7 separate regions of the Mus musculus genome follow, and all the other regions are linked to region 5. The links are chromatin contacts, called in public HiChIP or PLAC-seq and promoter capture Hi-C maps. All regions are on one chromosome and are shown on one strand. Each heading gives the region's core, a stretch centred on a gene start, on an enhancer-like site or on the middle of the called end of the contact. The rest is flanking DNA. Distances are from core to core; before and after follow the strand shown.

Evidence for each region. Promoter capture Hi-C pulls out the DNA fragments that hold promoters and counts their contacts. HiChIP or PLAC-seq counts read pairs in DNA pulled down with a chosen protein or histone mark.
Region 1: a contact with region 5 is called in a promoter capture Hi-C map of pre-B cells. The contact joins the promoter of Tfip11 here to the promoter of Alkbh2 in region 5. A contact is called at or near these places in 2 of 39 promoter capture datasets (liver and pre-B cells) and 1 of 115 datasets of contacts at active chromatin or transcription factors (astrocytes).
Region 2: a promoter capture Hi-C map of pre-B cells shows a contact between it and region 5, with 4 times the contacts expected there. The contact joins the promoter of Cit here to the promoter of Alkbh2 in region 5. A contact is called at or near these places in 4 of 39 promoter capture datasets (cranial neural crest, hematopoietic stem and progenitor cells, liver and 1 more) and 1 of 484 Hi-C or Micro-C datasets (B cells).
Region 3: a contact with region 5 is called in a promoter capture Hi-C map of liver, with 4 times the contacts expected there. The contact joins the promoter of Rplp0 here to the promoter of Alkbh2 in region 5. A contact is called at or near these places in 3 of 39 promoter capture datasets (cranial neural crest, liver and pre-B cells).
Region 4: an H3K27ac HiChIP or PLAC-seq map of microglia shows a contact between it and region 5, with 5 times the contacts expected there. The contact joins the promoter of Pxn here to the promoter of Alkbh2 in region 5. A contact is called at or near these places in 3 of 39 promoter capture datasets (liver and pre-B cells) and 1 of 115 datasets of contacts at active chromatin or transcription factors (microglia).
Region 6: a contact with region 5 is called in a promoter capture Hi-C map of pre-B cells, with 7 times the contacts expected there. The contact joins the promoter of Rab35 here to the promoter of Alkbh2 in region 5. A contact is called at or near these places in 3 of 39 promoter capture datasets (liver and pre-B cells), 2 of 484 Hi-C or Micro-C datasets (CD8 T cells and centrocytes), 1 of 115 datasets of contacts at active chromatin or transcription factors (large pre-B cells) and 1 of 9 other capture datasets (liver).
Region 7: a promoter capture Hi-C map of liver shows a contact between it and region 5, with 4 times the contacts expected there. The contact joins the promoter of Gatc here to the promoter of Alkbh2 in region 5. A contact is called at or near these places in 3 of 39 promoter capture datasets (liver and pre-B cells), 1 of 115 datasets of contacts at active chromatin or transcription factors (pancreatic cancer cells) and 1 of 9 other capture datasets (liver).

Annotation. Positions count from the first base shown.
Region 1 is chr5:112,324,997-112,328,635 of GRCm38.p6, forward strand. Tfip11 (tuftelin interacting protein 11) reads left to right here and starts at 1,373. Exons shown (of 14, transcript NM_018783.4): 1 at 1,373-1,477; 2 at 2,489-2,674; 3 at 2,966-3,186. The coding sequence starts at 2,975.
Region 2 is chr5:115,843,607-115,847,131 of GRCm38.p6, forward strand. It overlaps Cit (citron), which reads left to right and starts at 2,050. Exons shown (of 47, transcript NM_007708.3): 1 at 2,050-2,860. The coding sequence starts at 2,765.
Region 3 is chr5:115,557,266-115,561,062 of GRCm38.p6, forward strand. Rplp0 (ribosomal protein, large, P0) reads left to right here and starts at 2,202. Exons shown (of 7, transcript NM_007475.5): 1 at 2,202-2,274; 2 at 2,522-2,623; 3 at 3,476-3,739. The coding sequence starts at 2,570.
Region 4 is chr5:115,504,688-115,508,345 of GRCm38.p6, forward strand. It overlaps Pxn (paxillin), which reads left to right and starts at 1,989. Exons shown (of 12, transcript NM_133915.3): 1 at 1,989-2,181. The coding sequence starts at 2,169.
Region 5 is chr5:114,126,631-114,130,079 of GRCm38.p6, forward strand. Alkbh2 (alkB homolog 2, alpha-ketoglutarate-dependent dioxygenase) reads right to left here and starts at 1,588. Exons shown (of 4, transcript NM_001359941.1): 1 at 1,453-1,588; 2 at 896-1,139. The coding sequence starts at 1,109.
Region 6 is chr5:115,630,468-115,634,071 of GRCm38.p6, forward strand. It overlaps Rab35 (RAB35, member RAS oncogene family), which reads left to right and starts at 1,520. Exons shown (of 6, transcript NM_198163.1): 1 at 1,520-1,731. The coding sequence starts at 1,680. It overlaps 1110006O24Rik (RIKEN cDNA 1110006O24 gene), which reads right to left and starts at 1,349. Exons shown (of 1, transcript NR_027810.1): 1 at 582-1,349.
Region 7 is chr5:115,339,327-115,342,938 of GRCm38.p6, forward strand. Gatc (glutamyl-tRNA(Gln) amidotransferase, subunit C) reads right to left here and starts at 1,835. Exons shown (of 3, transcript NM_029645.3): 1 at 1,516-1,835. The coding sequence starts at 1,823. It overlaps Triap1 (TP53 regulated inhibitor of apoptosis 1), which reads left to right and starts at 1,905. Exons shown (of 2, transcript NM_026933.3): 1 at 1,905-2,091; 2 at 3,349-3,612. The coding sequence starts at 1,945. The coding sequence ends at 3,432.

The sequences.
Region 1 (3,639 bases), core at 123-2,622, 1.8 Mb before region 5:
GCTATGAGTTACAACTTGCCTGCCGTTCCCGCCCCCACCCCCAACCCTGGCCCCACTGCCCGCCCTCAGCTCTCTGTATCAGTTCTTAGATGCTTTCATTCACGTGACCATAAAACCCCAAGAAGGGACCCTGATCCCACAGTATCACATTGGCTCTGACGGACTCCCCAAGAGCCTCACTAACAAATCCTCCTGCATGTTTTTTGGTTAGGTTTTATTGCTGTATTGTAAAGACCATACCCAAGAGCAATTTGGGAAGGAAACTGATTTATTTGCTTTACAGATTACAGTCCAAAGACATTTTTAAAAAGAACTGAAGTAGAAGCCACGGAGGGAACGCTGCTTATTGGCTTGCTCCCTGTGCTTACAGCACCCAGGACCACAGGGGGAGGCCCCACCCACAATGGGCTGGGCCGTCCCACATCAATCATGAATCAAGCAAACGACACCAGTCTTGCCTACAGGCCATCCGATGGAAGCACCGAGTCCTTTTCCTAGATATCTCTAGTGTGTATCAAGCTGACAGGGGAAAACAAAAATAAGTCCAGCCAACAACAAAACCCACCAGGACCCAGCCTTTTAGGGTATTAGAGAAAACAAATTAGTTTCAGAACCAGAGATGGCACCAGACTATGTATAGATTTGTAAGATGTGTAAAAAGATGACATATGCTCTTTGTGGGTCGCGTTGGCACACGCCTTTAAGGCCAGCACTCAGGAGGCAGAGGCAGGCAGATCTCCCGAGTTCGAGGCTAACCTGGTCTACACAATGAGTTCCAGGACAGTCAGGGCTACACAGAGAAACCCTGTCTTTCTTTCTTTCTTTTTTTTGGGGGTGGGGGGTTTCGAGACAGGGTTTCTCTGTGTAGCCCTGGTTGTCCTGGAACTCACTTTGTATGTAGACCAGGCTGGCCTCGAACTCAGAAATCCACCTGTCTCTGCCTCCTAAGTGCTGGGATTAAAGGCGTGCGCCACCACGGCAGGATGAGAAACCCTGTCTTGAAAATTCACAAAACCAAAACCAAATCAAACCAACAAGAAACCCCAACTCCGTTCTTTCCCAGCGACAGAGAAATAACTAGAGCAAAGAGGAGAACAATAAAACTGCTTCCTGGAGAGAACTCGACATGGGGTCGCGAGGACATTTTAATCTCTCAGTGTCCTCGTGACGCTGGTAACGCCAAGTAAGACTCCAGTGCCTGGCGACGGCTCGCCCTGGAACGAGACGGCCACTCAGCCTCAGTTCCGATGGGAACCAGAAGCAGCGCGAGGCGGGATCACCGGCCCTTCCGGGTTGCAGACACGCCCCCTCCGGCGTGAAGTCGCTGCCGGGGCAACAGCGCGCCACTTCCGCCTCTGAGCGATGACGTATTTCCGATGCGCCGGTAAAGGCCACATCCGGGTTTGGGCTGGCGGGACCCTCGCAGATTCGGGGACGCTGGGCGAAGGCTGTGTGGCTCTCGCGGATGCTGAGCGAGGTGAGCAGGCGGCGGGGTGGCGTCCCGGGAGCGCGGGCTGAGGCTCCGAGGCTCCGTGACGACGGCTTTACGGTTTCCCTGCGCTCCGGGCCCGCTGCTGACATTGAGCTGAGCGTCTCCTGTCCCCTGTGCTGGGGAGGTGGCGGTGCTGTAATTGAGTGGGCCTAGGGCTTCCTGCTCCTTTGAGGAAACTCAACATGTGCTGGTTGCTGGGGTCGGAACCTGTTGAGTTTCGCCGGTGCATAGTGAGGAGGAGGAGGAGGAGGAGCAGCGGGGGGGGGGGGGAGCTGTTAGTCACCGCGGAGCCGTTTTCACGCTGTCAGTCACTGGTGTCACATAGTGAGGATGTTACTGTGCAATGCACACAGTGTCGGGTCGGGACCTTTGAATGTGATAACCACACTCACAGGTGTTCATAGAGGCGCGATTTAGACTCAGGCTGGGGTGTTAAGTGTTAATGATTTTCACAATCATTTTGAAGGATTCACTTCGCAGTCCTGACTTGTAATGAGTGTGAACCTGAAACCCGATCATGGAGTGGAAGAAGATGCTTTTTTTTTTTTTTCCTTTTTCCTCCCTTTCCCCCCGTTTCTGTTTTTTGTTTGTTTGTTTGTTTTGTTTTTTGTTTTTGTTTTCAAGACAGAATTTCTCTTTAGCAGCCAGCCCTGGCTGCCCTGGAATTTGCTTTGTAGACCAGGCTGGCTTTGAACTCAGACCCCCCTGGTCTCTGCCTCCCTACTGCTAGAGTCAAAGATGTAAGGGTGCTGTTTCTTGAGCACCTACTGGGAGCGGAGCTTTCGTTGTTGTTTTGTCGGTTTTGAGACCAGGCTGGCTTTGAACTTAGAGAGATGGATCTGCCTCTCTGCCTCCAAAGTGTTGGAGCTTTTGTTTTTCGAAAGTATCATCTTAATCAGTCCTTACAAGCTTCTCCTGGAACTGAATGAATGCAGTTATGAGAGAGAGAGATGAATAGCTACCTGGGTAGAACACTGTTTTTTCCCTACCCTCTAGGAGTGACTGCAAAGTGGCATTCAGAAAGACTGCAACCTTCCAGTACCGTAGAAGCCGTTCAGGGAAGGAAACCTTCAGTCCCGTGGAAATAGTATTTCAGAAAATGCTCTGAAGTTTCCCTGGAACTGCAAATTGGCTAGATACAACTTTTCCTGGAGAAGTAAAAAGACCAACCTGGTTTCTGAGGTAATAACATTTAGAGCTGTTGCTTCCTTTCTGTGGCATATGTGCCTGTCATTCTGTGGCCCCGCCCCACGCGTGCATGGTGATTGACTCTGACAAGGCATTGTGCGTTAGGCCCCCTTCGGATGGCTGGGTCTGACTTGTCTCACTTGTCACGGAGCTGGTCATTTTGCCCTTTGTTTAATGGCTGCTTTACTGAGTTGGATCATGAGGCTCATTAATAGCTTTTTGACACTGGCGGATCTTCTGCTAGCCCCAGGTTCTCACAGTGCTGTTCTTGTCACCGTCCTCTAGTGACTGGCCATGTCTCTGTCCCACTTGTACCGGGATGGCGAAGGCCACCTTGATGATGACGATGACGATGAGAGGGAGAACTTTGAGATCACCGACTGGGATCTCCAGAATGAGTTCAACCCCAACCGGCAGCGCCATTGGCAGACCAAAGAGGAGGCCACCTACGGGGTGTGGGCGGAGCGAGACTCGGACGAGGAGAGGCCCAGCTTTGGAGGCAAAAGGTACTGTGTGCTGGGCTGCATGCCCTGGGTCTGGAGGATCGGGAAGGCATCCCAGAAGAGTTTTCTGCCCTTGTAGAGTCCGGGTGCTACAGCATCTTGCTATGTGTTGTTGAGCTGGGGTGGCGAGCTCCCCCTCAGCAGTTACTGTGTGATGGGATCAGGGCTACTTATGGATAGGGAAGTGCTGACCCACCACAGGCATGGCAGCTGTGGGGCCATGCTGTGTCAGGGAGCACTCACAGGGCACTAGAGAACAGGGAGTTTAGAGAGGGTGCTCTGGAGAAAACGCTGTTGGACCAAACGGAGGTAGAAAAGTGAGTAGGTCCACAGGGGAGAGTGGTAGTACAGCCTGGGGTCCACATTAAGATGCTGTCTCAAGTCTCCCCACCTAACTACACTCAGAATGTTTTGATTAATTTTACTTAGGATTTTTATCTGTTTGAGTTGTTCTGA
Region 2 (3,525 bases), core at 800-3,299, 1.7 Mb after region 5:
TCTGCTGGTCTCAGTGTGCATACGGATGCTCTAGGTGTATCTATACGAGGAAGCCAAGTTGTAATCAGACAAGCATGCTGTTACAGTCTGTTTTTTTTAGTCTGAGCATACTCATAAATACCTATTCTGTGCCAAGGCCTGGGATAGAGAAAAGTAGAAGTCACTACAATTTGGTGGTTATAAAAAAAAAATGGGCTTCAGAGCCAGGCCTTGGTGTCATAACCAAAATCCCAGCACCCAGGAGGCCAAGCAGCCAGATCTCGGAGTTAAAAAGGCCAGCTTGATCGTGGAGTTCCAGGACAGAGAAAAGTCTGTCTTCAAAACCATAAATAAATAAATAAATAAGAATGAAAGAGCCCAGTTCAGATCCTAACCCTGCACTTACTGGTGTGTGACTCAGTTTCCCTCCCTCCTTTTTTTTGTCTAAAAAAAATCAGCCCCTCTCTCACCCCTACATCCAACCCCCACAAAATAGCTATAGTATCATCGGGTCAAGAAAAAGGTCATTGCCTTTCTCATGGTCCCTTCAAAAGCCTCCATTCGGACCCTAGGTGCCTTATTTCCTGGCGTTGCTGTCTTGATTTTTTACACTTGTCTCTTTTGTGTGTGTGTGTAGGTGCACTGTGCACTTATGTGCAGGTGCCCGCAGAGGCCAGAAAAGATCATCTGATCCTTTGGAACCGGAATTACAGGGAGTTGTGAGGGGTTTGAGGTGGGTGCTGGGAATCAAGGGAAGATCCCCTGGAAGAGTCGCAGAGCCATTGCCCCAGCTTTTGCCATTGCGTTAGACAACACTATTTCGAGCTCGCTCTCTAGAATGCGTTTCACGGTTACATAATTTAGAAAAGCTATTCCTAGTAGTCATAGAGTGCAGAGAGCCTCACTCAGTGTTAGCAAATACTACACTCCTTTTTCGAGATTGCCCCTTCACAGGTCAGTTTACACCCTACCCTTGTGTGAATGTAAACAGCGCCGCCTCTTCACAAACACCTTCCCCCACATTGCTAACGAGGCTGGGCACTTTCCACACACTGATGGCCACTGGGTTTTCTCATTGAGAGAAGGGGGCGGTCTAGTGATCCTGGCTTAAATTTACTTGAACATATCTTTGTGGTGAGACCTCACGATCTTGCTGCGGCTCAACCCAAAGGTACAAGGCAGGCAGGCTGGAGTGGGTTCCGATTACTCCTCTGCCTCAGCTGTACCGCACAGCTTCCTGATTCCCCCCCACGTAACCCCGGCGCCTACGTTAGGCGTGGGCGATGGCTCAATTGAGTGCATTCCTGCAGAGGGCTGGAGTTTGTTTCCTAGCATCCTTATCTGAGGCAGGCAGTTCGGGCAGAGCTCCCCGCAGGAGCTCGGACAGAAATGGACAGCGCCGCAGACTCCGCAGGGGACCCCATCTCCAAACACAGCATCCTGCCAACCGCCAATTTCAAACTTCCCAGCCCAACCCCGCCTGGATTCCTTTGCCCTCTTTCTATTGGTCGCTAGTCAAAGGAAGAGACAATGTGATTGGCTTTTCCATTTCACTTCCTCTAGCCCTCCGAGATCTGGGCGGGTCCTGGTGGAGACCCCCGCTGTCCATCAGTAGATGGCGAGCGCTGATTGGTTGAGGCACGGCCGAGACCTGCCCACGTCGTTTCCTTCAAACGTTGGGGCGGGAGACTCAGGGCGGAGCGGAGCGGGGCGAATGTAAGCCGGGGGTCTGCGGAGTGTGAGTCCAGTTTGTGTGTGTGTCTGTTGGGGGATTGGAGAGGCTCTGGGCGGGGGGCAGTCCCCTTTCCCAGGTCTCCCTGGTCGACCCCGTTCATACAGAGCCCACTTTCCCACCCAAGGCCTCAGGATAGCGGGGGGAGGGGGCTCCTGAGGGTCTGCTGCGGCTGCAGCATGGGTGTGCTGGGGGTAGCCCGGGGTCTGTGGGTGCAGCCCTGGGGGCGGGACAATGGGTTCAACCCAGTGTCTCTGGTTCGTCCTTGGGGTGTCCTGGGGGAAGCCTGGGGTCTGGGGCAGGAGTTGTTGTTAGTGTCTCTGGGTGTGCTGCCGGAGGACCTCAGGGCCCCTTAAAGAGGACCCATTCCCCTGTAGACCAGTCTCTGTCCCCTGCAAGCTTTACCTGCATTCTTGCCCATGGCGCTTCCCATTTTCTGTGTGATCTTATCTCCCTCACTTAATCTCTCTGTTCCTGTGTCTTCATTCTATGAGCTGGACTGAGGCCTTGGGTGGGAAAGTGGGCTCTGTATTCTATTCCGTGCCTAACCCAGCGCCTCCTTCTTGTGTCTTTCTCCCTCTCTAGCCTATCTGGTCAGTCAGGCAACCGATCTTCCTCAGGATCATTGATCTCTGTACCCTCCAGGGGCAGTGAACCTTCCTTTCCCTGGGATAATCCTCAAGGCTCACTGATCAAACCCTTTGGGCTTGGTTCACAGGTTAGGTCTATGTAGCTACGCGACATCAGATATTTGTGTTCGTCAGGGTTTTCTAGGGGAAAAGAGCTGGTAGAATGGAAAAGTGGAGATTTATTAGGCTGCAGTCTGCTAGTCCACCAATGGCTGGTAGTTCTTTTGGAAATGATTTATTTCCATCCCTTATGTGTATGAGTACCTTTGGCCTTCCTGTGTCTGTGCCCCATGTGCCGTGGAGGCTGGTCGCCACCTCCTCATCCTGATCTCTTTAGGGAGACACGACTCTGCCAAGCCCTTCCTGCCTTCAATGTCAGTACCCGCTTGACTTTCCCCAGTGTTCCTTCGGCGTTGGCGGAGAGATGTTGAAGTTCAAGTATGGTGTGCGGAACCCGCCGGAGGCCAGTGCCTCCGAGCCCATTGCCAGTCGGGCCTCCAGGCTAAATCTCTTCTTCCAGGTAAGCAGCTGCCAGCCAGCGATGCACACCCGTGTCTGCTGTGGTAGCCGTCTTTGGTTGTATTATGGACAGAGACTGGTATTCTTAGGGTAATCCTGTTTGTTCTTTTACATGTCCTGCCTGAGCTGGACTGAGGTGCCACTGTGCTGATGATTACGTACGTGGCTGGACGTGCCCCAGGGGAGTCCCCTCATTTCTCATACTCCACACTTTTTTTTTTTAAGATTTATTTATTATTATATGTAAGTACACTGTAACTGATTTAAGACACACCAGAAGAGGGCATCAGATCTCATTACAGGTGGTTGCTGGGATTTGAACTTAGGACCTCTGGAAGAGCAGTCAGTGCTCTTACCCGCTGAGCCATCTCGCCAGCCCATACTCCACACTTTTAAACTTTTGCTTCTTTCAATGGAAGAAACCAAAATTGTCTCTAGGGTGTATTTGTGTGTGTGCGCGCGCGCGTGTGTGCACGCACACGGGCCTGTCTGTCTGCATCTGTCTTGTGTCTGGGTACCCAGAGAGGCTAGAAACTAGCTTTGGATCCTTTGGATGTGGGAGCTGGTATTACAGGTGTTTGTGAGCTGCCTGTGTGGGCCTTGGGATCCAGATTGTGGTCCCCTGAGCCATCTCTTCAGCCCCAGTGTAGAATAATCTAATTTATA
Region 3 (3,797 bases), core at 952-3,451, 1.4 Mb after region 5:
TACACCTTCTGCTGGAGACAATATAAGGACATTGGAAGAAGGGAGTCTTGCTCTTGCTCTCTTGCCTGCTTGCCGTGTGTGACTGAGCTAGATCCTTGGACTCCCATTCACAGCTACTACTGAACCATTGTTGGGAATTCGGCTGCAGACTGTAAGTCATTAATAAATTCCTTTACTATATAGAGACTATCCATAAGTTCTGTGACTCTAGAGAACCCTAACTAATATATATTGGTGTACGACAGTTAGGGTATTTATAGTGTCAGAGTCAGGATGTCTTTGGAAATGTAACGTAGCCATTATGTATGCACTTGGAAAAGTGCGTTTAGAGAAAGAGAGACATGGGGTTTGGATTTGACTGTGGAGCACAGTGGGGCCCACACAGTGGCCTTTGAACCTGTTTCTGCAGCCTTCTGAAATCATCAGGTGATTTAAACACTCTGGGCGCTTTCTTGTGGATAAAGTATTGCACCTCAGGACTTGGGGGGTGGGGATGGGGTGACGGTGGTAGCTTCAGGAACATGCACCAGCACTTAGTGCTGAGCATGGGGAATCCTTGTCATTAAAGAGCGACCTCAGCAGCCACTGATGCCTGCAGTTCTCAAACTGGACTGATCTTCAAAGGCACCAGGAAGCTTTAAAACAACAGACTGCTTGTTTAGCATGAACAAGGCCCTAGGTTCAATATCTTCCCCCATATATACACACTTATTTATATATGGATATTTATTTATTCATGGGTCTGGGAAGATGGCTCAGCAATTAAAAACAAGGCAGGAGTGAGACTGTCTCAGTAAAACAATTATCCAAATAATGTTGAACGACTGTGTGTGTATATATATAATGTGTATATATATATATATATATTATATATATATATATATATTATATATATATATATATATATATATATATATATGTGAAGAAGCTAGTTTTATGTATCGATTTTCTCCCGTATCCCTGGAAGGGAAAGCAAACGGTCAATAAAGTGGAAGTGCTTTTTAAGACAACACAGCAAGCGGCAGAACAAAGTTATGGATCCGGGTCTCATCTGGCCGCATGCCCTGCGTTTTGCCTGCTCAACAAATACTTATCTGCCCACTGTCTGGCAGGCACAGAATAAAATCTCTGCCCTGTGGAGCTTACCTTCCTGCAGGGAGAGGCTGACAAGCAGAATGTGGTGAATTATACAGCGAGTTAGATGGTGTAAGTGCTGCAGGAGAAGGTGGGAGAGTAAGGGAGAGTAGGTTTGGTTTTGCCCCCGCCCTTAAAATTTGAAATCAAGAATCAGGGCAGGTCTCCTTGAGTAGATAGCATTTGCAGCAAGATGTGGGGGAGGTGAGTTTCTCTGACCGAAGCTGGCCAGCACCATTCAAAAAGCTGTGAAGCCGGTGGTGGTGGCGCACACCTTTAATCCCAGCACTTGGGAGGCAGAGGCAGGCGGATTTCTGAGTTCAAGGCCAGCCTGGTCTACAAAGTGAGTTCCAGGACATCCAGGGCTATACAGAGAAACCCTGTCTCGAAAAACCAAAACCAAAACCAAAAAAAAAAAAAGGCATACTCTTGAAGGGGATAAAAGGGCAAAGGGATCAGGCGAGAGGCAAACACATCAGTAGGAAAGCAAGAAAACAGATTGCGACAGTGGAAACAGTCGTGTGGGACCTTGAGAATAGTCTACGTTTTAGGCGTTTACTCAGAGAAAACGGCAATCTTTGATTAACTTTGTGCGGGTGAAGATGTAGGTTTTGAAAGGAAGAACAAAACGGGCAGTGGTGGCGCACGCCTTTAATCCCAGCACTTGGGAGGCAGAGGCAGGCAGATTTCTGAGTTTGAGGCCAGCCTGGTCTACAAAGTGAGTTCCAGGACAGCCAGGATATACAGAAAAACCTAAAAAAATAAAAAATAAATAAATTAAAAGAAAGAAAAAAGAATGGAAGAACAAGAGGAGACTAGAGCATCAGCTAGGGTTTCGCAGAAAGTTGTTTTGCTGTACTGACTCGGTGACGCTGCAGGGCGGCTCCGACCCAGCAGAGGGCAGCAGGTCTGAAAGCGCGCCTCCTGCGGCCGGGTGCTGTCTTTACTTTCCCGACTTGCTGGAGTGGCAGCGGTCTCAGCCAATAGACGCGCATGTTTATTGAGTGAGGCAGGACAGTCGATGGAACCAGCCAATAGGCATGGACGACGTCGTCTTCGGGTTTCGAGGACCGCCTGGTTCTCCTATAAAAGGCACACGCGGGCATGCGGCCCGTCTCTCGCCAGGCGTCCTCGTTGGAGGTTGGGGGGTTGTTTTGTTGTGGGAGGGCGGCAAGAGCGCGGGGACGTTGCGGGTGGGAGCGATGGGCTCGGGAAGGATCGCGGCCGGGCTCTGCCCGTCCGGTCTACCGCCTGGCTTGTCGGATCGCCCGCGCTGCTGGCGGCCGCAGCCCGGGGCCCAGCTCTGGCGTGGCCGGCTTGGCCTAGGCCTGGGATCGGGGCCGGTGTTGGGGTTACCGGGCTCAAGCTGCCCCCTCTCTCTCCCCAGTGACATCGTCTTTAAACCCCGCGTGGCAATCCCTGACGCACCGCCGTGATGCCCAGGGAAGACAGGGCGACCTGGAAGTCCAACTACTTCCTCAAGATCATCGTAAGTGTGGAGCGGGCCGGGGACGCGCGGCTTCCGCCTCCGGGTCTTCCCGGGGCGGTCGTTGGCCACGCGCTTTAACAGAGTTTGGGCATCCTGGGGAAGTTCTGTAGTCTTGGGATCTCCCCCCCCCCCCCCCGCGTTCCAGAACTAGCTCGCTCACCCAGTTTTTCATCTCGTCGAGCCCTTCGCGTTTGTGCAAAGGGCTGAGACTGGAGTGATTCATCTTGTTGCCCATCTGAGACCTGCCAGTCAGGCTGCTGTTGAGTGACTTAATTACAAAAGGCCTTTGAGGTGGCTTTGAACCAGAGCTACCAGACTTTGTAGGTACCAGTCTGTTTTAGTTAACTTTTCTTTTTTTTTTCCGAGACAGAGACAAAGATTTTTGGGTCTGGTAGTACCTTTTATATTTCACAACCTAAGATCCCCCGACCTCTCTATAATTTGTTTTCTGTGCTTTTTAAGTCTGTCTCTTCCCTGATCAGAGTCACTTTGGTCACCCAGGCACGCCTTATTTAAAAAGTAAAGCTTAAGATTTACTTGAGGCAAGTCTTCCCCCTATAGCTCTGGCTGGCCTCGGATTAGCAATTAAGCCTTACCTGTCTTTACAGGTGTGGCACCACACCCAGCTAAAAGTTAATTTTTGGCTGTGACAGTAATTTTGTGATACTCGTAACCAGCAAGGAAGCTGGATCAGATAAAGACAGACGTTGGGCTCGGGTGGCTGGCTCCTAGCGAGAAGTGTCACACCTAGGGTGAAGCAATGGGGAGGTAGAGGTAGCAGGGTTTCGGGTTTTGCTGGGTATTTTTTGTTTGTTTTCCTCTCAATGTAGTTTTTCCTGGCTTCCTTCATAGCAACTTTTGGATGATTATCCAAAATGCTTCATTGTGGGAGCAGACAACGTGGGCTCCAAGCAGATGCAGCAGATCCGCATGTCGCTCCGAGGGAAGGCCGTGGTGCTGATGGGCAAGAACACCATGATGCGCAAGGCTATCAGGGGCCACCTGGAGAACAACCCAGCTCTGGAGAAACTGCTGCCTCACATCCGGGGGAACGTGGGCTTCGTGTTCACCAAGGAGGACCTCACTGAGATTCGGGATATGCTGTTGGCCAATAAGGTAAGGGGCTGGGACGATGAATGAGGATTTGGCCATTTCGGGGCTTTCACCGATGGAG
Region 4 (3,658 bases), core at 739-3,238, 1.4 Mb after region 5:
AGTACTGCAGACTAAATCCAGGGCTTCAGGCACTTTAAGCAGGTGCTTTGTCACTGAGACAAAAAACATTTTTTTTTCTTCTTTTGGTTTTCAAGACAGGGTTTTTCTGTATAGCCCTGCCTGTCTGGGAACTCACTCTGTAGACCAGGCTGGCCTTGAACTCAGAAATCCACCTCCCTCTGCCTCCCAAATGCTGGGATTAAAGGGATGCACTACCACTGCCCGGCTGTTGTGTTGTTTTTTGAGACGGGTTTTTCTATTACGTAATTCTGGTTGTCCTGGAACTCACAGAGATCTACCTGCTTCTACCTCCTGGGTGCTAGAATTAAATGTATGTGCCACCATGCCTGGCCAACAGTTTACATTTTTATTTGTCAATGATTTTAGATAGAGTCTTATATAGCCCAGGGTAGTTTCATAATCAATATTTAGCTAAGGATGGCCTTGAATTTCTTATTCTCCTGCTTCCACTTCCTAAGGGTGGGGATTTAAGTCCTATGTTACTTGTTGGGCTGGTCTTGAAGTATGTATGTATGTATGTATGTATGTTTTGAGACAGGGTCTTATGTAGCCCTGGCTGGCTTTGAACTGAACTGACTGTGTGGTGTTAAGGACAACTTTGAACTCCTGATAAACTTGCCTCTGCCTACTAAATTCTGGGATTATAGTCTTGTGCCACCACACTCAGTTTGTGTGTGTGTGTGTGTGTGTATTTATTTTTAAAAGTTTTCAAAAAATTTAAAATTTGAGACAGGTCTTCCTATAAATTGCCCAGTTTAGTCCTTACTCTTTCTCTAGTCCAGTGTAATCTTGAATTTGAAGACCTGCCTGCATCTCCCAACTAGCTGAGATTATAGTCCTGAGCTACTACACCAGGCTTTTATCATCCAGTTTCTGAGTCCCCTGGGCAAATCTGCCAGGATCCGGGAATGAAGTTTTGGTAGTTTTTGCTTTGCTGTAATGTGGGGTAAATCTACCTTGTGCAGAATTTTGGCAGTCTCTAGGAAGGGGGAAGCAGGGAAAGGGGTAAAATGAAAGGTTTCATAAGCTCTAAAGTACTGGATCTGGGGCCAGAGTTGGTCGCAGCCACTGCTGATGTTACCAGTCAGGACAAAGGTCTCAGGTTCCAGCCTGGCTGGAGGTACAAAGAGACCCTGTTTCTCCGGGCAGTGGTGGTGCATGCCTTTAATCCCAGCACTCAGGAGGCAGAGGCAGGCGGATTTCTGAGGCCAGCCTGGTCTATAGAGTGAATTCCAGGACAGCCAGGGCTACACAGAGAAACCCTGTCTCGAAAAACCAAAGAGAGGGCTGGTGAGATGGCTCAGTGGGTAAGAGCACCCGACTGCTCTTCCGAAGGTCCAGAGTTCAAATCCCAGTAACCACATGGTGGCTCGCAACCATCTGTAACGAGATATGACGCCCTCTTCTGAAGACAGCTACAGTGTACTTACATGTAATAAATAAATAAATCTTTAAAAAAAAAAACCATGAATTGTTTCAACATTAATTCAAATGAATACTTTAAAAAAAAAAAAAAAGAAAAACCAAAGAGAGAGACAGAGAGAGAGAGAGAGACAGAGAGAGAGAGACCCTGAGAGAGAGAGACAGAGAGACAGAGAGAGAGAGAGAGACCCTGTTTCACAAAAACTACATCTGGGATATTATTCTGGGATGACTAGCACTGCCATCAGTCCAAAGGCTCCAGGCAAGCCGATTTAATCCTCCTGGGAGGTGACCTACAGGGACAGGTGGACAAATCCGACTCTCTTGAGTGACAAATCTGCCACCGACTCTCTTGAGTGACTAGTCTGCCAGAAGGTCGGGTCAGACTGAACGCAGAGGTTCATGGCCTATAGACGCCACCAGCCTGTCCAGCCGCCAGGGGGCGCCACGACCACGCCCAGCTTTCGCCCCCTGCGGGATTGGGCGTGCTGGGGGGGTGGGGGGTCGGAGGCGGGGCGTGGCCAGCGTGCACGCGGGGGCGGGGCTATCCTGTCGCGGGCGCGCGCGCCGGCGGCGGCGGCGGTGGTGGAGGAGGAGGCAGCGCGGCAGCGGGTTCCGTTCCGGGCCGAGGCTGGACGCGGAAAAGTTGCGGGGCGGCGAGGAGCAGCCCGGAGACGGGCAGCGAGGGCGACATCGAGCCGGGGACTGGCGTCTGAGGACCAGCCATGGACGACCTCGGTGAGTGCGGGAGACGGAGGGCGGAGCGGCCGGGGCCCGGCGGCCGCCGATCCCACCCTAGCGCCCGGCTGGGCTGCGGTGCCTACGGCCCGGGGCTGTGCTGGCCGCTCTTCGCTGCGGCGCCTGAGGACCTCGATCCCGTACTGGGTGTTCAGGGACCCACCTCTGGGAGAGGCGCCCCGCTCCCGGGGCAGACCTCCTTGGCTTGCAGGAGACCCTCACTTGGCTTCCCCACCCCCACCTCAGAGCGTCTGCCTATGGGACTCGGTCTCAGAGGCTGTTTCTTCTATGACCCCCCTCTGTTCCCTCCAGGCCACCTTCCACTTTGCACACTGCCCCCAGACCCCCCACCCCGTTTCAGGGATATAGCCCCTTTCGAGAGAGCCCACCCATTTCCTATCACAGCCCACAGAAAAGCTTGTGAGGACCACACCCCCATTCTAATGACAAGTGTCCCCGGGGGTACTGCATATACACCCCCCCCCAACCCCCACCACACACCGTTTCAAGTCTGGTCACCCTGTATTACAAGATCAAGTTTAAACTTAGAAAGGCAAGTTTGGGGGGGTGGTGGCTTATGACTCCCGCCTCTCACCCACCGTTCCCAGACCCTGGTGACATGCCAGAGGAATGAGAAGGGGAATGGGCCGCAGGCTACGGCCATCTCTGAACGTGTCCTGGCTGGCAAGGTCCCCCACCCCCAGCATCAGAGCTGCTGGAAACCCCACAGGTAAAGAGGACAGGACACCCAGAACAGAGTTTTAACTGTCCTCGTGTTATTGGAGCCCAGAGGCCATTCTTTTCAGCCCACACTTGGTCTGCTGTTAGGACAGAGGAAAGGAAAGACTCTCCTGGAAGTGGATTTTAAACCCAAGGGGGTTGATTCAAGGCTTCTAGGAATGCCCAGTGAATCCCAGCGTGAAGGAGCCCCTGTCTTCCCCTCCCCGGAGGGCCCCTCAGCTGAGGAGGTGTGTGTGGGATAAAGTCCCTTCTCTGTAGGAGCCTTGTCTTCACTCTCTGGACTGTGGGTGGCTTGTATGACCGCTGGTGCCATCCGTGTCCCTGGCTCTGAGGAGCAGATTCACTAGATAAGACTGAGGGACCTCTCAGGCAACACAGGGTACCAAGTTAAGACTGGTCATTTTTAAAACTGGCTACAGTTTCCTTGTGGGATCAGGGAGCTGGTGTAACATCCTGGAGGCTGGGATGGTGTTGGGTCCTGCTTGGTTCACGGAGTGGGCTGTCTGCCAGGCATAGCTATGCTTTTGGGTCAGGCTTGGCACGTCCGTTCCCGATGCACTCAAGGTTGGCGTAGCTTCCAGGCAGGTATTTTTAATTTTTATTCTTCCACATAAAAATACCTGAGCTTTCGAAAGGAGGCCGGGGTGATGAGCTTTTGAGTAGGTATCTGAATGTGTAAGGGGTTCCCCCGGTGGGGACGAGGGGAATCTAGTCACAGCACCTCACAGGCTGGTTG
Region 5 (3,449 bases), core at 338-2,837:
ACCCCTGGGCTGGAAACAGGGTTGGGGGCAGGGTATGTCAGGAAAGGACTTGTGTGTGGGGGGAGGAGGGGGATGCTGGAAGAACCTGGAGGCCTGGTCTGCTTTGATATACAAAATACACACTCCCTTTGTCCCTGGTCCAGAACCAAATCCTTCTAAGAGAAGGCCCCTGAGGCCATCATTCTCCCCTTCCTTTTTAAAATTTTGTTTTATTTTATGTATTTAAATATTTTATTTTGCTTGCTTGTGATGTCTGTGCCCTCGAAGGCTGGACAAGGGCACCACAGTAGCTGGAACTGGAGTTACAGAGGATTGTGGGCTGCCATGTGGGTGCTCAGACCCAAACTTGGGTCCTCTGGGACAGCAACTAGTCTTAACTGCTGACTCATCTCATACATTTATTTAATTATGGTCTTTAACAAAACAAAACAGGGTGTCGACAGGCAGTGGTGGCGCACGCCTTTAATCCCAGCACTTGGGAGGCAGAGGCAGGAGGATTTCTGAATTTGAGGTCAGCCTGGTCTACAGAGTGAGTTTCAAGGCAGCCAGGGCAACACAGAGAAACCCTGTCTCGAAAAAACAAAAACCACTGAGGCCTAACCTTCGCCTCCAGCTATTTTGAATCAGTATCACGAAGATCCCAGAATGGTTCGGTTTGGGGGTTTGTTTTGCTTTTTTTGTTATTTAGTTTTTTAACTTCCCAGGTAATTCCAATCAGTTGCCAAATAATTTCGTTCTAGACCTCGTGGACAGTTCGTATGCCAAACCATAACCTAACCTAACCAGAGCTGCCCAGACCGTGACCTAATCCGTCACAGCCGGAAGTTCACGCTTCTCCCAGGGAAGGCGCATCCTGTCCTCGCACAAGCCTAACGCACGTAAGACCTCCGCCTACCAGTAAAATACTCCACTTCTTGCTCCAACTCTCGGAAAATCTTGTCTGCCTCGGCTTTGCCGAATAGGACGGTGTAATCACAGCTCAGACCTTCCGCGCGAAGGTGTCGCCAGTCCGGGCTCTTCAGGTCGCCCGAGGCTCCTCCCGTCGGGGCGGGCTCCTCCCCTCCCCCTTGGAGGTCGCGGAGGTCTGGCCTCACCAGGAACTTGTCCATCCCGCCGCCCACTCACAGCTCAGACGCGTCCTACAAAGGAAACAAGAGCGCATTAAACCTCCTAGGAGGTGCCTGGCGGGCATCATCCAGGCGGGGAGCCTGCCCTGTAGCTTAAGTCTTCCTAGCACAAGCTGACCCGAACCACGCTGTCCTCACGCCCCAGGCGCCCATCGGTAGGAATCCCGGGCACGCATCCCCAGGCCCGCCCTGGAATGGAGTACTTTTAAAGACCCGTCCGTCCTCTTCGGAATTCGAGAGCTTTGGCTGCAAACGGCTGCCCAAACCCAAAAGGCTACACATGGGAAGACGCAAGCGCAGAGAGGCATGAGGCTCGCCCAGTTACCCAGAAAAGCAGGGTTGCCTCTGCCCTGCGGCCCCGCGGGGTAGGGGCTGGCACGGGCGAGCAACCGGGCTCCACCGGAGAGCCCGGAGCGGTGGGTCAGGTCTCTGCACAGACACACGCAGCCCCAGGAACCCTCACCCCGCCCCTCCCGCCTACGCGGGACTTCCGGGCACAGCGCCCCCTGCCGGTCTCCCTGCGCACCGCAGGATGCTGCCTTCACCTGATGGCTCAGCAAGGTTAGGCCTGTGGACCAGTTCTGGGGTCTACGAGCCTAGTGTGCTACAGCATACTGTCTGGGGGGCTTGAGGGCAGTGTATGAATCTGCACTCCTGACAAAGACACAGCATTGTCTGACCACTACAGTCGACATGGAGAACAGTTATACCATCCCATAGAATCCTTCCTCCCTTAGGTTCCGACATAATTTGTCAGCTATTCCTTGCTTGCTCTTCTTCACGATTCCACATAAATGTGATGGATTAGAGGCTGTATAGCCTTTTGCGTTTGACTTATTTCTGTAAGCACACTGCTTTTAGATATAACCGTGTTTTAAAATCTTTATTTTATTTTATTTATATGAGTACACTATTGCTCTCTTCAGACACACCAGAAGAGAGCATAAGATTCCATTACAGATGGTTGTGAGCCACCACGTGGTTGCTGAGAATTGAACTCAGGGCCTCTGGAAGAGCAGTCAGTGCTCTTAACCGCTGAGCCATCTCTCCTGCCCCTGCCCCCGTGTTTTTTAATCTTTTGGGGGGGTTGTTTTTGTTTGTTTTTCTTTTCTTTGTATGTGTGTGTGTGTGTGGTTTGTTTCGAGACAGGGTTTCTCTGTGTAGTCCCAGCTGTCCTGGAACTCACTTTGTAGACCAGGCTGGCCTCAGACTCAGGAATCCATCTGCCTCTGTCTCCCAAGTGCTGGGATTAAAGGCGTGCGCCACCACTGCCCAGCTGTGTTTTTTAATCTTTAGCTTCAAGTACAGCCATTTTATTTATATACTATGTATAAACATAGAGGACATTTGTACCGTTTTTCTCCTTCCATTGCTGGTATGGAAAGACCTGTGACAGTCATTTCTTGCTCCTGGTGGCACAGAAGAAAAAAAAATCACCATAAATATTCAAGCTCAAACTTTTCTGTGAATGCTGAGTTTACTTCATTGAGAAAACGCCCTGGTCCTCGACCAGAGGGAACGTGTTATATCTCTCTAAAGTGCTGCCTATGGGAGCACACGGTGCTCTCTGCTGTCACACACCAGCAGGGCACAGCAGGTCCTGTCTTATCCACGTTGTATTTTGGAGATGAAAACAAAAAAGGGGCAATGTGATAAACAAGATTTCTTTGTACAATATGGAAGTTGTGAGCAGGGTGACAGGCTAGGGAGTAGGGGGGGATGGGGAAGAGGATCTTACAGGGAAGAATCCTAAGCCAGCATTGAAGCTTTCCAGGTAAGGGACAAAATAACATAGCATGCGAAGATTTTAGCGGGACGCTGCGGAAAGGCAAACCGCCTGGAGAACTGCTAAATTGGGAGTCTAGTCAGTTCAGATTGGGAGGCTGTAGCCCAGACTAGCCCCTAACAGCTTGTGTAGCCAAGCCTTGTGCTCCTGATCCTCTTGCCTCCACCTCCCAGATGCTGGGCTCACAGGGTGTGTCACCACTCTGTGACACACGGCGGCATAGGAGGGTTTTTCCAGGGCAGCGGTCGGTCGAGGTTTAAATTACACTTGCAGTGGCACACGCCTTTAATCCCAGCACTTGGGAGGCAGAGGCAGGCGGATTTCTGAATCCAAGGCCAGCCGGGTCTACAGAGAGTTCCAGGACAGCCAGGGCTATACAGAGAAACTCTGTCTTGAAAAACCAAAAAAAAAAAAAAAATAAAAAAAATAAATAAATAAATTACACCTGCAAAAGATCACTCAGTAGAAAAGAGTAGCTGGGATTGTTATATTAGAGGGAAGGATATAACTGAAAGCTGCACAACTGAATGTATGTC
Region 6 (3,604 bases), core at 270-2,769, 1.5 Mb after region 5:
AGATCCTGGTAAGGCGCCATGGGGGGTGGGAGGGGCTGAGGATTTAACCAGGTTCCTCCGGAGGAGCAGCCAGTGTTCTTAACTGCTGAGCCATTCCTCAGCCCCTTCCCTGTTTCTTAAAAAATGCCAATCAAAGGAATAGCAGGAACCTGGCCAGTCCCAGGAGTTTTCAATCAAGAACACAACACAGCCAGCGTCTCTCCTCAGCCAGTATCTTATGATTCTAGGCTCGTGTTCATCTGACATCACCAGGCTTGCTTCAGGGAAATAAAGAGTTCAAGCAAGGCCTAGATCAGACACTGTGTGTGCTGTTCAAGGACCTGCAGTACCTTGAATAACAAGAAAATTATGAACTGCATAAATCTACCAGCAGCGGAATTGTTAAGGAATAGTACAACCATCAGATGGGGGTACCACGTGGTGACGAGGCAGTTAAATGATTGATGGCGGCATACCGGTGAACTGCGAGAGGCACATGGGTGCTTAGATACTCTGAAATGTATGGGAAAACATGTATCCATTAGACTAGTAAGTGTTTCATGCTGTCCAAGAAACTTTAAAGGAAAACTAATGTCAACTTTGAATTCAGTAAGCGTCTGTATTTTGTTGTTGTTTTGTTTTAAACACTAGCACTGCTTCTTACGGGGAAAGATTAGGAGTGGGCAGTATCCCCAACAGGTGCTTGGCTGGAAAGCACTGGAGGGCAAGAAGAAGCAGGGACAAAGAGGCTGGGGGTGGAGCTCAGCTCGAAAAGCGTCTGCCTAGCATCTGCGAAGCCATGGGTTCGAGTCTCAGCACCACATTAAAACAGGACTCAGGAGGTACAGGTGGGATCAGAAGTATATGGTTATCCTCGGCTACTCGAGAGAGTCAGGAAGCCACCCTGGGATACTTGAGAACTTGTCTGGAAAAAGTAAAAAACCACAGGGATGGGGCAATCCCTGCAGACCTGCAGGGAGGATGGCGATGGCAGCGACAGCTCTCGGGGACGGGCAGGTGGGCTTCCGCTCCAACTGGAAAAAAACGTGGGGCTGGCTCCGCGCTGCGTCCGGAAAACTGAGGCAGAAGGAGCAGAAGCGCTGGCGAGCAGGGTGCATACGCCCCACGGATCCCAATCCGGAACCGCTACCCGTTCCGCCAGGGGGTCGGGCGTCCGGGATCGTGGTGCTCGGGGGACGACTTCCTCCCCAGCGCTGACCTCCAGGCTTCAGCCCTGCGGCCGGTTGTCACCTCTCTTCCGTCGGGCCCTGCTAAACGGTTCGGTTCTCCCGGGGATCCGCAGCGACGGCGCTCGCTCGCTCGCTCGCTCGCTAGCTCACTCGGACCTCGGCCGGCGAGCGTAGCGCACTGCGCGTGCGCGGAGAGGGCGCGGCTGGCCGGGGCTGCGGCTGCGCAGAGGCGGTTCCAGCCCCCGCGCCTGCGCAGTGGCGGGGCGGGGCGGGAAGGAGGGAGGCGGCGGCACCGGCGGCGGCTGCTGAGGAGGAGGAGGAGGAGGCGGAGGTGGGGGAGCGGAGGGAGGTGTTTCTGTCAGTTCCGGCTGTTTGTTCGGGAAGTGGATCCGCCGCTGCCGGAGCAGCCGGGAGGGAGCTGCGGATCGCGAGGCCAGGACCGACCCCGCCCGCCCAGCTCGCCTGCCCGCCCGCGCGCGCGCGCCCGCCCGCCCGCCGCCCCCGCCCGCCATGGCCCGGGACTACGACCACCTCTTCAAGCTGCTCATCATCGGCGACAGCGGTGAGGGCCGCAGGGGCCGGAGGCGGTGTGGGCCCTGCCGGGCGCGGCCCGCGGGGGCCTCGGGGCGGGCGGGCGAGCGGGGCGGGCGGGCGAGCGAGCGAGGAGGCGCGGCCCGCGCGGGGCGGGAGGCGCGGAGCTCGGCGGGGTCGCAGGCCCCGGGGGGGCCGCAGCGAGGGGACTCCGGGGTGGCTCCTCGGCGGGGCGGGGGGCACCGAGGGCGCGGGATGCACGCACGGCCCCGGCGCTCGTTCCTGCCTCACGTGTGACCTTGGTCAAGTCGCGCGATCGCTGGAGTTGGAGAGAGCCGGGTTCGAGTCCCGGGGAGGCAAGCTTTTGCCGCTCTGTGACCTTGGGCGAGTTGTCTCGCCTCCCTTGAGCCTCAGTTCCTGCATCTGAGAAGTGGGGACTTGTTAAGCTGAGCGGTGGGATGATTCGGTGAGCTGAAAGTAGGGAAAAGCGCCTGACCCGGCATAAAGTAACCTCTAAGTAACTCACAGTGTTAGCAGCATGAGTCGCCCTGTGAAGACTCAGCGCTCCGTGAAATGGGGGTATTTCCAGGACCCGTCTCCGGGTTGCCGTGCGCTTGGATGAGGTGCGGCAGGTACAGCCATGAGCGCATTCCTTTAGAATTGTTACTAAGTCTCAGCAAGGTTCAGTTCTCATCTGTGGAATGGGAGTGGTAGATTTGCCTGCCAAGGCTGATGTGAGCACACACTTAATGAGGGGACTAGTGTTTGGCACACAGTAGGTGGACAGTGTTTGCTGTTCTCTTACCCGGGTGCTTCATTCAATATTTTAAGTGCTTTGTGTACACAAACACACACACACCACACACCTTTCAGTACCGCGCCATCTCTGATTCATAGATCAGCTTCTGGTACCCAGTGCTTAAATGCATTTGGTCAGTGAATGAGAGTCACACTGGTTTCTGGCCAAGGATGAAGCATTTTAGAGGTGTTTGGAGTATGGCAGGTGACCAGGTCCTGTGGGGTGATGGTGAGTTCAGGGAGGCAGGCCCAGGATGTTTAGGGGAGCTTAGCTGAGGTGCCAGGAATATGTGATGTTTTAGGAAGGAGGCTGGCGAGCAGCTAAGTTTATAGATCAGACTGGAGTGTGGGATAGAGAGGGTCATGTGACTTGAGACAGCCAAGTTGGTGGTAGAGCCTGTGTATTGTCAAGGAACTAGAGCTCCGTGTCCCCCCTGAGACTCAGGATATAGGCTTGTTGGCTGACGCTGTCATAGACGGACATGGAAATAAGTGGATTTTGGTCTCACGGGAGAAGCTGGGTTGGGATGTGGTTGGTGGTTTGGATCTGGTGGAAGATGGCTGAAGTCTTAGGGGGTTGCTGTTAGGGGGGGAAGGTGTCGGGAAATGCTAAGGCCTAAAGGATTGGGGTAGAAGAATAGCTGTGTCTGGGAGCGGAGTTGGAAAGCTGGAAGACTGACCTGTAGTGGTTTGAATGAAAGAAAACTAGGCAAGCTGTGTAGATAGACTTGAACTTGGACCCAGCTAGTGGCATTCTTCTGGGCTCTTGAGGGTTTGTTGACATTATGGTGATCTCTCTCCTTTCAGAGCTAAAGTCAGCCCGCTGTGGTCAGAGGTCTTTATCCCTCCTCAAGACGTGGCCAGTGTTAATATCCAAAACTCGAAAGGCCAAACTCAGCAAGAAGATGTAGCTTGTTGGCATTTTCTCTTCTGTGAAACCCAGGAAATGGTTTCTGCCTGCTTTCTTACGGTGCACCTCGCATGGTGTATTGATTTTTTTTTTTTTTTTTTCTTTTTGCTCAGAAGTCAGGTGTGGGGACAGGACTCACTGGTCAGTCTGTGTGTGACTAGCTCCAGATTCGGTGTGAGTGCAGGCCCAGCTTATG
Region 7 (3,612 bases), core at 585-3,084, 1.2 Mb after region 5:
AATGACTTGTCGGGTTCATTAACCTAAAACGACATAATTTATGGTAAGAAATTCAGGCCACTGAATGACAAGCTCAAATTTGATCCACACCATGACAAAAATACTTCTTGTCTTTTTTTTTTGTTTGTTTGTTTTTGACTCCTCCCTTTGTAGCAACTGCATTTCTTTAGTTTCTCCTAGAAGACAGGAAATCCTGACTCTTGAAAAAAATTACAATTCTAAAATTTTGTATGTGGCAGAGGTATGTACTATAGTGTGCCTGGGGAGGTCAGAGGAAAACTTGTTAGAGTCTATTTTCTGCCTCCACCATGTGGGTCTTAAGGAGCAGACTAAGATCATCAGAATTGGTAGCAATTGCCCTTACCCGCTGAACCCACTACCACCACCACCACTGCTGGCTCTTTAATTCTATTCTCTCCCCCAAATAAATTAATGAGATGTTTATTTGAGCATTTCCCAAGTATTTACTCAGTGCTAGACAAAAGAAAAAAAAATCCAAACATGATTCATGCTATTTGGATAAACAGAAGGGGGAAGGCAGAGAACTAACATTTAAGTAGATATGCTGTGATTAGCAGCGCTTTTGAATACCAGTAGAACCATATATTTTTTACTGTATAAAGGAATAAAAGAATTAATGGCAGTCGACAACTTAAGAGAGGAGAAGTAGGTGGGATAAGGAGCTGGTAAAAAGCAAGGACTGAAAATTGTGGGGAAAAAAGTAACAGGGAGGGAGAAGTCAAGAAGCTGAAAGAACTTGACAGTGTTAGCTTGGAGAGATGGGGAGGGGCTGTGACAGCCGAGGACCTGAGGACCTGAAGACCACGAGCACGTGTCGTGAAGATCTTGGGTGGGAAAATGACATCAGGTATCTGATGTGAATTACTGGGTAATATTAGGCAAATAGTGTTAACCTCTCTGGATCTGAGCATCAGATCAAAGACCCGAAGGTGAGAAGGACAGGAGACTAACAAGATTTAAACTTTGCAAAGCATTTCAGTGACTTCATGAAACCAATGCAATGGGTGGTAACACAGCAAGATAACCTTGGGTTCAAAGCCATTCCGCGAAATTTTAGCCAGATTCTGTCTTAAAAAAAAAAAAAAAGCCATAACTTGTTATTTGGATATCTCGTAATTAGCATATGAACTGACTTGAGGTTATACATATAAATAGTGTTTGACTTCTTCAGATATTTAATCAGATGCTCAGGAAGGCAAGTGAAAACACTTTAAGGAAATAAACCTGGTTTGTAAGCCAGTCTAGGCTGGAGGGTACTGAGGGGACAGCACCCCCGAGAGGGCGGGTAAAGGGCTCTTTGAAGTAAGGGATTCTCGGACTTGGTTCCTATTTACATCGAGACTGAGAAGACTAGAGGGTTGTAAACGAGAGTGACAGGATCAATAATGAACTAGGGGAAGAGTGAAGCCATCCTCGCGGAGACTGGACAAATTTCCAATTATGCAAAGGACCTGAAACAGCCTCAAAGGTCCGAGACCGCAGCCGGGAGTTTACCTGTCCTCCAGTACCGACTCTAGGGGCTCCACACCGTCAGTGTCCACGGCGTGCAGCTGATCCGCAAAGGCGATGGCTTTCTCTAGCCGGTCCACCGCCTCGCGGCTGCCGAAGTTCACCAGCGCCAGTCGCTCCAGATGCTCGATTACCGCGGGGGACACGCGACCGCTGCCCTGGGGGACGAGACGTGGAGCCTGGGTCCCCAGCCCCGCCGCCTGGACCTTTCCCTGTGGATTCGCTTTGGAAGCAAAGCTTCGGCCCGCGTCCAGCGGGGCCCGAAATCGCACACTCGCGGCCCGTGACCACATTTCTTTTGCTTCTCGGCCCCCGTAGGGACAGACGGTAGGGCGGCGCGCGCGCGGGGTGGGGGTGAGGGGGTGTGTGACGACATCAGAATGCGTCGCCGTCACCGCAGCTGCCATCACCGCCATGAACAGCGTCGGGGAGGCTTGCACTGACATGAAGCGCGAGTACGACCAGTGCTTCAACCGCTGGTTTGCTGAGAAGTTCCTCAAAGGGGACGGCTCCGGGGACCCGTGCACCGACCTCTTCAAACGCTACCAGCAGTGCGTGCAGGTGAGTCTCGCCCGGCCTCGCCGCAGCAGCCTGCCCTCCTCGGCCATCCCCCGAAACCGCCAGGCTGTCTCCACTTGACACACCGGGATGCCTTTGCGGTACTTTGCTTTATACAGAGTACATTAGTATTTTGTTGTTATTGCTCATTTATTTGGGATTCATTCCAAACGTGCAAGTAGCTATCATCCGTATCTTTAAAAAATTGGCGTGGCCGGGCGGAGGTGGCGCACACCTTTAATGTCCTAGCGCACGGGAGGCAGGGGCAGGCGGATCTCTGAGCTCGGGGCCAGCCTGGTCTACAGAGTGAGTTCCAGGACAGCCAGGGATATACAGAAAAACCCGGTCTCCAGAAAAAAAAAAAAAAATGTGTTCGCGTCTGCAATAAGGGTGGAGACAACTTCCGGGAGTCAGATTACTCCTTTCACATTTATATGGGTTCTGGGAATAAAGTTCAGGTCACTAGTCTTGGTGACAAGGCGTTCTATTATCTATCTATCTATCTATCTATTTTTTTCTATTATCTATATTTTACACATGGAAAAACTAGCAGTCAGAAATAGGAAGTGAATGGTTCAAAGGAACTAGAGTCTGATGACCTTGCTTATTTTGGTGGTGCGTCATTTCATTGTTATTAGGAGTGGATGGTGTTCACAGTTTTCTAGACCTAAGGTAAGGCATTGCAGAGGTCGCCTGTTTTGTTGCGATCTTTTCATTGCTCTGTTTTCCTCCGCCAATTACCTGTTGTAGCCAGTAAGATTTGATTTCAGACCAGCACTTCAAACTTAACCTAAAACTACCTCTCCATTCCAGAAGCTACCTTTAGTCAGTTCTCAGACAGGGATGGTAACTCAAGGTCACAGAGCCGATTCGGAGTGAACACTGTCACTAAGATAGAGATAGGCACCTGAACTGACCTTCAGGCCTCACCTCCCAAGAGCAGGTGTTCATACCACACAGGACTTACATTACAGTCTGTACAGTGGCACTGTTTTGTTAAAACAGGACTAAGCCGTACTCACTTTTAATCCTAGGATTCAGAGGCAGGCAGGGTGTGTGGGTCCCAGAATAGCCAGGGTTACAGAATGAGACCTTGCCTCAAAAAAAGGGTGCCCAGCTGGGCAGTGGTGGTGCATGCCTTGAATGGTGGGTTTCAAGCCCGTCCAGTTCAGTCTGGTTTACCTCTGTACCATTACACCTGTCACAAAACATGGACTGCAAGCTATCATGGACTGATAGTGCATTTTCTTCCTCCTTTAGAAAGCAATCAAGGAGAAAGAGATTCCTATTGAAGGCCTGGAGTTCATGGGCCATGGCAAAGAAAAGCCTGAAAACTCCTCTTGACCTGCCTGCCACTTGGAAGACATCAGTAAAGTGAGAGGCTTCTGGATTCTGTCAGGGAAGGCTGTGAAGCTGGCATGGGATTCCAAGATGTTAAAGGTGTTCTCCTCCATTCTGAAGCTGTCATTCCTGCTTTGAGGCAACTTCACCTTTGCTGGCATCCTGAAGAACCCCTCGTGCCAC